Regions from separate parts of the Zea mays genome. Here region 1 is linked to region 2. The links are chromatin contacts, called in public Hi-C maps. All regions are on one chromosome and are shown on one strand. Each heading gives the region's core, a stretch centred on a gene start, on an enhancer-like site or on the middle of the called end of the contact. The rest is flanking DNA. Distances are from core to core; before and after follow the strand shown.

Evidence for each region. Hi-C and Micro-C count contacts between places; a contact is called where the count stands out from the background.
Region 1: a contact with region 2 is called in a Hi-C map of ear, with 2.2 times the contacts expected there. The contact joins the promoter of LOC100281495 here to the promoter of LOC100282196 in region 2. A contact is called at or near these places in 2 of 25 Hi-C or Micro-C datasets (ear and endosperm).

Annotation. Positions count from the first base shown.
Region 1 is chr1:241,539,313-241,543,943 of Zm-B73-REFERENCE-NAM-5.0, forward strand. It overlaps LOC100281495, which reads right to left and starts at 1,969. Exons shown (of 4, transcript NM_001154413.2): 1 at 1,530-1,969.
Region 2 is chr1:241,259,112-241,264,091 of Zm-B73-REFERENCE-NAM-5.0, forward strand. LOC100282196 reads right to left here and starts at 2,490. Exons shown (of 10, transcript NM_001155108.2): 1 at 2,247-2,490; 2 at 2,067-2,161; 3 at 1,614-1,778; 4 at 972-1,082; 5 at 782-882. The coding sequence starts at 2,403. It overlaps LOC100285342, which reads right to left. Exons shown (of 1, transcript NM_001158234.2): 1 at 4,665-4,980. The coding sequence ends at 4,793.

The DNA.
Region 1 (4,631 bases), core at 719-3,218, 280 kb after region 2:
ATGTTACTGATGGGCATGGCGACCCGCGCCGTTCGTACGCGACGCGATCGAGATAGCTAGCTGCTCTGGCCGTAGACGACCACCGGGCCGCAGGCGCAGGGCATGTCACTGTTGCGCTTGCGCGGCGAGCGAACGAAGCAGGCCGGGGAAGGAGCAAGAGGTAGCCCGCGCGCGCGGCGGGTGGCGGACGACAGACTACACGTCGTTTGCTAGCGTTTGGCCGTTGCCCGTGCGGTCCGGACCATAGGCCCTAGCTAGCTAGCTGGTACTAAACGAAACACGCGTCGGATGCCCGTCGTGGACCGGCCGGACGACACGGCGCCTTTTCGGCTGAGCACTCGCAATCGGCGGATGGGGCGATGGTTAGCTAGCCAGACGCCGTTAAATTTTATATATATGCCATACTGGGTAAGGTTGCCGTCCGTAAGCGGCGCAGTTAGATTTTTTTATTCTTATTTTTCATGGCCATGACCACTACGCCAGCAAAAGAAAGTGAATTGTATGTAGGGGTATCCCTATCCGCTGCACGTAAATCACGAATCCGTTTCCGAGCGGATATTGAAAAAGAGACTTTAATTGTATTAGGGTCTTTTGACCATTCGTTATCTAAAAAACAGAAAATATATAGAGTACGTACGTACGTTCACAACATGCTACTGGGTCCCTCGGTTCTTTTTTTTATTTGTCAAGTTTTAGTTTAAAAAATGAACTAGCGGACGGTAAATATTTGAGAGGAATGGAGGTATTATATATCACGAAAAGTAGTTTTTGTAGCTCATAAGTATTTCAAATTGGTAGTTTAATACATGCATGTATTTTTATTATGGAAATATCCCTGCTCCTCGCGGTTCTTTCACTTCTTCCCGTTCCTTGGAAACTGAATCACAATAATCCTATAAAACTAGAATACTAGATGAATGAACGTACCAGAGCTCGATCTGCTATATATCCTTTCTACGACGATCGACGACGTTGCCAAGACTCCGAGCAGAATATATATATGAATCTCACGGTTTGTTTTAATTCCCAAAGGAATTTTATTAGCATAGTTACATAGCGCGGCCGGTTGAATTCAGTAGCTAGCTAGTCCTCTATATGAAACTATGAAAGCTAAGCCCACTATCAATTGGAGGACAATTACTAAACCTAAAGAGACGTACACGTACGTGGTGCTGCATGCATGCATGCATGAGTACATACACACGGGCCTGTTTGCTCGGAGCACTTAGAACCTAGGCAAGAGGGTTCTCAGACGACGACGTTGGATTTCGGTGGCCTGGACGACCTTGGCTAGATACAAACCTGCCTCTGGCAAGCACACAGCAAGTGCGAGCGGTCCCTAGCTACATATGCGTGTGCATCTACGTACGCCCCCCGTATGCGTAAAAAAGTGTTCTCAAATAAAATTGGGAAATTAAAACAACACGCATAAAGTAAAGGGAGAGGTCTATATACCGCGCGCTGTACATGTACTTGCGAAAGCAGCAGCAGGAGAGAGAGAGTGCAGGGAAATCCGGAAGAAAACTTACATTTTGCTCGGAGTCTCAGCTAGAGATCAAGCAGATGAGCTAGCAGCTGCTAGGTGTCGGTTGACGCCACGGGAACCACGCCTCTCGATCGCTTGCCGCCGTGTGGAGATCGAAGATCACGTACGGCCGGAGGTCAGCACTCAGCAGCACCATCCATGTGCGTGCATGCGTCGAAGAAGAAGAAGCAGCAGCAGCACTGCGCACAGCCTCTCTTCACAATTCAACTGCAACGTACGCGCGGACTCGTATCTCCGGTGATTCTGGATGCGGATTTTGTATGGGTTTCTGTGTGGAGAGTGGAGACCCGGAGACGACGTCTACTAGCGCTGCTGCATGCTAATCGACCGGCTTCGGCTAGCTGATTGGTTGTCTGGAGGAGCTAGTTTTGACGTGGCAGCGGCCTAGCTAGAAGGTCTCGACTCTCTGCCGCGCTGGCGCTGGGATGGCTGGTGGCCGCCGTGGGCGTATAAATAAGCGGCCGGGAGGCGCCGCCCGTGATGAGCTGTACGGCTTGGAAGTGCTCTCTTAATTTCCGCTTGTACTTTTCCCATGCGTGTGACTAAGCTCTGCTTACGAACACTTGGTGCTAACGGCCCAGCAGCTCGTTGTCTGACAACGAAACGTTTGTTGGGGAGAGATAGAGAGAGAGAAAATCGGTGGCCTCTCAGCCAGATCGAGAAGCTCTACTCATTAGGGGGCGTATTTGTTTGCTTGGACCGCTATCCTCAGATGCGCACCATACACACGCCGGAAATGATGCTTTGTTTATTTCTTCCTATTTCTCAGCAAAGACAGACTCACGTCAGACCGTACGTCAGATTGTGCTTTGTTTGCCTGGACTGTGCCATCATCCTAGCGGACCAAATAACTAGTAGCTAGCTAGCACTTTAGAACTATATATATCGTTTATTTGTTATTTGGACATGATCCTCGTGCACCATACACGCCGGAAATACAGATTTGGAGAGCAATAGACAATACATTACAATGTTCCAACAATTAGGCCTGACGGTGCTCTGACGGTGCCTCGGCACTAGGGGTTGTCGGGTGGTGACGGTGTCAAGACGTCTGGGTGTTGGAGATGGATTTATGGTCAACGGGGCGGTGTGACGACGTAAACACTACTAAAAATCACCCTAATGTCACGACAGATATTGCAACAACACTATTTTTGTTGCATTAAGTGTCAGTTATTGCTACAACCTTTAAAAGTGGTTGCACTATATGGACCGTTTTGCCACTATTTTTGTTCATTGCGATAACCATGGCTTCCGTTGTAAGAGAAAGATGTTATTTTGCTACCACTAGAACTGTCGTTGTTGCAAAATCACCCTACTGCCACACCGCATATTGTCACAACACTAAATTTGTAGCATTAGTTGTTAGTTATTGCTTCAATCTGTAAAAGTGGTTGCAATATATGCAACTTTTTTGCCACTATTTTTGCATTTTTCCAATATTTTGCTAGTCCTCAGTAATTTATTATCTATGTTATCACAATCCAAGCAAGTATGAGGATGTTGTGATTATTTTTTTTTGATGATAAGGATGTTGTGATTATGACCGGTGTTATCAAATTAATTTGTATTTGGTCACTGTTTATTTCGTGCAACCTATTTGTTACCACTTATGGTATGGATATAGTTAATATATGAGACAAGAGACAAATATTAGGTTGTCAAATTTGGTTCTGACATTACAGATGCACAATATAATTCTTTTGCATAACATTTTTACCCAATAGAAATGCAAAATGCATCGTCGTATAAATTGTGGGTTTGAATATATGTAAATGCAAAGGTTTTATTGGTTGTTGTATGGTTCAGTTGTATGATTTTGTGGTTGCGACATCATTAATTGCAATGATTTTTTTGTTGCAATAAGATGTAATTACCATGAATCTATTTCGTTGGGACTTCAGTAGTCGCAACATTTTCTCCTTGATGCAACATCATTAGTTACAACGATGTTTTTTGTTGCCATAACGATTCTTACCACAATTTTTTTTATAGTAAAAAGGTCATATAGCCACGAGACACATTATGTTGCAAAATGATCAAATCCAACGAAATTATTTGCATTGCAATACATCTTGTTGCCACGAGTCGCTTGTGTGGCACTAGTGTTTTGTTGCCATGAATCACCTTGTGGTAACAAAGCCATTTGCAACAGATTCAAACATAGCATTAACACTTATTACCATGAAATATGTTGTGACAATAGAGTTTTTGGCAATTATCGTAAATGTCACAATATAACTTATTGCAACAGAATAGTCCATTGTAACAATGAACAACTACAACACTTGAATATGTTGCAAAGGATGTAGTAATTGCAACAGAATGTAAAATTGTTGCTATAGCCTATTGCCACTATGTTTTCTGCAACGGTAGGCAACAACAGTTGTTCTATCACAATTGGCTGGAATGCGCTTTTCACGATAAACTTAGCACCAAGCTTGATTTAGGGAGTCCCAACGAGGTTGGTAAATGTATAGATGAAATTGAGTTTTGTTGGGAGTTTATAAATTTAGAGACCTGCTTTACATAACTTTTAGAGAAGAGTTATTATTGAAACTTCTTAAAGTAGCATATAGCCCATGCTAACGCTAATATCTCAGGAGGGGAGGGGTCGACAACGACGGTGGTGCAAGGCAAAGGGTTGATGGCGATGACAGTGGCGCGTGTGAGTGGGAGGAGGGCAAGGTTGGGGATAGTGGGATCATAGGGGAGAGATGAGGGATGATCCAAATAATATTGTTCAATGAATTTGAGTGAGTACGGGAGAGGGTGTTATCCACCGATCTAAACGTTGGTTTTGATGGTGTGTTAAGTCTGGGTGCAATTTGTTTGGCGAATTTAGTGGAGGTTATGGGTGTGGGGCTATTTGCTTGGGTGGATTTAGCAAAGTTTAAACTGGAGGATTATATTGTGGTACAGATTCATATTTAGGAAGTTGTTTACATAACTATTGGAGATGCTCTAACTAGTCCACTAACAAGCACTACAATTGTTTGACTTCATCCATATTACACAAACTAACACACAAAGCATCATTTTGACTATATTTTTTGTAACAAATACCAGAGCGCAACCTTTATTT
Region 2 (4,980 bases), core at 1,240-3,739:
TTCATGTATAACAAAAACATACTTATCAGTCATCATGCTCAATAGCACTAAGAAGATAAGAGATATTGTATTCTAAATATCTAATTAGAACTACAAAATATCCCCTTTTTGTACCAAACTACCAATGTGATACTTCATGCATCTTGGTGGCAGGAGTCAATTGCAAAAAAAATTATTCAACATGTTGACAGAAACATAGGTAACAAACAATGAGGTGATGAGGTTTAGTTTCTCAATAGGATAATTCAACTATCCCATTTAACCAAAAAAATCATGAACACGTATAGACATCTTCAGAGAACTAATGTGGATGTTTAGCGCAATAGTTTGCACCCGATTAACCACTCAGATATATCTCCCACCTGGAGGATTCCACCACACACTAAAGAAAAAAGTTAGAAGCCAAGATTTAGTATGCATTCTCTCTTATACTTCAACATATCGCCCCGATTAACCACTCAGATATATCTCCCACCTGGAGGATTCCACCACACACTAAAGAAAAAAGTTAGAAGCCAAGATTTAGTATGCATTCTCTCTTATACTTCAACATATCGCATGTTTCAGCTTTCTGCAAGCTATTGGTTGATTCTGGGTCAATACCTAGCTCCTAGCTCACAGTGGGTGAGTCAAAGCAAAAAGTTTGAGAATATAAAGAACAAAACAGTTTTGGTGAACATAGCTATAAACATTGCTTTATATCCACTGGCAACATCACCGAAAATTTATAGTACTACTATGAATAACAGTGACAGGACAAGAGTTTCAGAATCGGACATACCGGTTTTCGCTTAAAGATAAATTCAATAGCTTTTGAAGACATGATAGACCTTCCCAGCAGATGCTATCATCAACTATATCATTTTCAGTTAGGAGCAATTTCTGCAATATAAAATTAAGTCATGTATTTACAATTATAGTTCCTTATGGAAGAAAATAACCCAATTCACTCAGTGGGAAAGAATAATTACATTTAGAGATTTAAGAGCAGAGATTTTGTGTGGAATTTCCTTGATACAGTTGTAGCTAATGTCTAGTATTCGTATCGAGGTGCCACAATCCCAGACTTCTTCAGGTATTACCTATAGAGAAAGACACCCACAAAAGATCAGTCCAACTTTGTTCAAAAGGGAATTGGTATAGGAAGATAACGTGGCGATAACAACTCAATATCATTGGATCTCATAAAGCAGGAAGAAGTGAATGTTGAGTGGTTAGGCAACAGTAGCATCAATGAACAAATAATTAAATAGGATATCTGTTCCAACATTTGGTGATAAAACTGTAGCACCAAACTGAGATGCCATAACTAATTCAGTATATAGTTTAGTTAGAGGTATGGGTACAAATCATTGTGTCAATCATGATCAGAAATATACAAAAGGATTCTTGCAAAATTAGTGTTAGACATTTTCTTCTAGCCTTTTAGGGTCTGCTTGCAAATTGTAATAAAGACAGTAATCAAACATATAATGGTATTTCTTCAAGACACTTCTATTGACCACGGGTAGATTTCTAGATTTCGCAAATTTGAATCACAATTATCCTATGTCAGCATGCATCCCCAGGACCTTCATAGAAGTGATTCAAATAAATTGGAATAAGATATGTACCTTCAAGTCACAGTCTTGCAGCGCAACAACACCTGTTAACTTCCAGCGCTCAGATCGGCTTTTGGTGACAACTACCTCTGGCTTTTGTGTTTGATTCTCCTTAACATTTGAAGGCCTTCTCACAGTTGTTGCTGAGCTACTGCTATTATTTGTGATAGGACCATCCTGTTTAAGAGTAGACAACGAAAAGCAGATTCTGTAAGCACTCCACGTTCAATGGTGAAATTAAGCAATTTACCCTATCGTCTATGAAACACTTGTCAAGTAGTAACAAGGTACAACTGAAACTGTCCTCCCTCCACTACCAGGTAAAAATCGAACTTATGCACACGCTCATGGACATCCTACTCCAACAAATTCAATGCTAAATATCTGAACAAACTAACATAATGACCACATCAAAGCAGCACAGGTATGGGGAATTAAGACAGATCGAGGTGATTGATGCCGTACCCCCTGATGGAGCCCCTGCGACGCGATGAGCATCACCTTGGATCCGCCCACTACTTGCATCGAGCTCAGGCTTGCGGCATCCTGGAGCACTTTGCCTGCGACCACAAGGGAGTCGAGGGTTGGCTACTATGGGAGCGAATCCGCGGACTCAAGAGGTAACAAGGGTTTGGGGATCGGTGCCTTTGCAGATGAGCCTCTGGCCGCGCGGGAGGACATTGGTCAGCGGCTGGAGGAGGCGCTTCAGCTCCGCGCCGGAAGCCGCTGCCGGGACCTCCACGGGGATCGTCCGCCCGGCGAACTTGACCTGGACGGTGATGGTGGTAGGCGCGGCCTCCATTACCTCTGTGCCGTCAGTCCGTCACAGGCACAGCCCACAAGACAAGACTCGAAGTCAGGATTCTGTTTCGACTCTACTCTGTTGAGAAACAACGGCCGCCCCCTTCCCTCTCTCCCTAGAGAAAAAAATGATATTTTACTGCTTACATTTTTTTACTGTCAACGGTCAAAAGAGGAGAGGATCCACCTAAGCTTTTATTGTAACTAGTCGTTTGACCGTGAGTTGCGACGACTTACAATAATAACCACGTAAACTATTCATCAAAAAAATTTAAGATTTTTTTATTGATTGTCTCCGCTCTTTAATTTGACTAACTGATGTTATTATTTACTCCATGCAATATGTCATGGTACAACACGGTCAATGAAATAAGCGATTAAAAGAAAGTCCACAACGACTAGCTAAACGAACAGAGATTATAAAATGACATAATTCCACCATACAGAGACCAAATAAGAGAAATTTTGTGAGCTCAAGTTTCTAAAATAAGTCACGTAATATTATAAGAACTCGTTTGGATCATTGGAATTGAATTCTAGTCTAATAATAATAATTTAGGCATAAATCAATTAAGTTAATATGATTTTATATAGAATATATTTGTGTATTTGGCCATATGAGGAAAATATTTATGTGCTATATTTTCACAGTAGGAGAGCGAACTAAAGAGCATGTTATAAATTACAGAGTAAAATCATAGCTTGGAGATACATAAAATCAATTTTCATCTATCTCCTCAATAAATTTGAGGTAGACATATATTTGAACTTTAGAAAGTGGTGAAATATCGAATTCCAAACTAAATAGCCTATCCTATTAAGAAAATTCCAATTCATGCGAAACGAAGCCCCTATAAGTATTTATATGAGTAGGATATGTGTATTTTACTTTTAAAGCGGTGAATATGCATACAATCAATATGTGGTACAACAATAACTCCAAAATAAGGAACCATGATTTTAACTATACATCTCATCAATTAGTTTCACAGACTTTAAAAATACTTTTCTAGTTCCTAAACTGGTTAACTAGTGCACGCCAGTAGTTAGTATAGTCTGTTATGTATTATTTTATAAGGTTAGAAATATGCAGTATTAACAAGCAGCTTAGACAACTAGAAATACATTTTTAAAGTTTATCAGCCTAAGTGGCATCTTATTAGGCTAGCTCCAGCAACAACCTGTCTATGGTTCTGAGCTCTAAATATAGCGTTTGCAGGCTACTTTTTGTGTCTAGCAGCAACCGCTAAAAGGAACTCTAAAGTAGAGGAGCTGCAAAGTGTCCGCTATCCGTGGAGGCTCCTCTATCCGGCATAGGACTAGTGTTGTGCACTGCAAGCACTGCTAGCAGCAGTACGAAACCACCTAGAACCAAGCAAAAGCAGTACGGATCGACTGCAAAGCAAGCAAAAGCAGCAGTACAAATATTGTTTACTTGTTGTTGGGTAAGGGAATACAATCTATTTTTATAGTTGGTATGCTGTAGAGGACAAAAATTAGAGGACGTTGCTGGAGACGGTGAAGATATAGATGATGAAATCTTTTAGAGAAAACTGTAAAGGACAGAGAATAATTCTTTAGATGATGAAATTTAGAGTACGTTGCTGGAGATAGCCTTTAAGGCTAGTGGCATTTAATATCATCAAGGATGTCCATAGAAAAAAATTAGTATTTGTGGGAAGGAGTTAAGTAGTGTGATGTCTATTTGAGCATTCCTGGTGTTGTCGAGGGCCAGCAACCTTCATTTTTTAAGAATTCAAACTTGTGTACGAATTTGCATAGATACCCTAATAAATTCTCAAAACACTTTTTAGATTATGAGTCCTAATGAAAGGCGTTTGTGCATTACCATAGCATGCTTGATTGCATGTCGATCCATATATCTCTAACAGTTTATTCATCTTAATATTTTATTTTAAACTTTATCTTATATATACACAATCTGTTGGTCATAGTCTTATAGCTCACGTAGTTGATTATTGGGTCTCACTCGAGGTAGGTTGCTTACTCCCTCTTGCCTATTTAGGCTGTTCTTTTTGAATTAAAGCCGGTTGTTTGGACTCATACAGTTGTAATCTATAGAGACAAAATTATTATAGAAATAACAAATTAAAGCTAAGCCAATAGACTCGATCTCAGTATAACCTCTCTAGTCAAAGCGAAACGTGGACAGCATCGCTGTAGAGCCCTTGTTCCGCAGTAACTTGATATGACGTTCATATAATAAGTTGAGTTACACGGCATAATCCGCACTCAGTACACTGCATAACTTGATTTTTTTTTATTAAAACACACACGCGCCACTCACATTTTTGCGTATTTTTTTTTAAAAAACTTGCGTATGTGGCAGATACCACTATATCTGAACATCTGGCGCACTTGGACCCTTATTAGACAAAACCGCCGTTGACCCTGATGACCTGGCCGTTAACCCAAGCCGCGGCGTCGCTGGCCAGGAACGCCACCACCGGTGCCACGTCCGTCGTCTCGGCGATGCGGCCCATGGACTGCTGCTCCACCCTCCGCAGGAACGCTTCGTCCTTCCCGGCCAAGAACAGCTCGGTGCGCACGGGCCCCG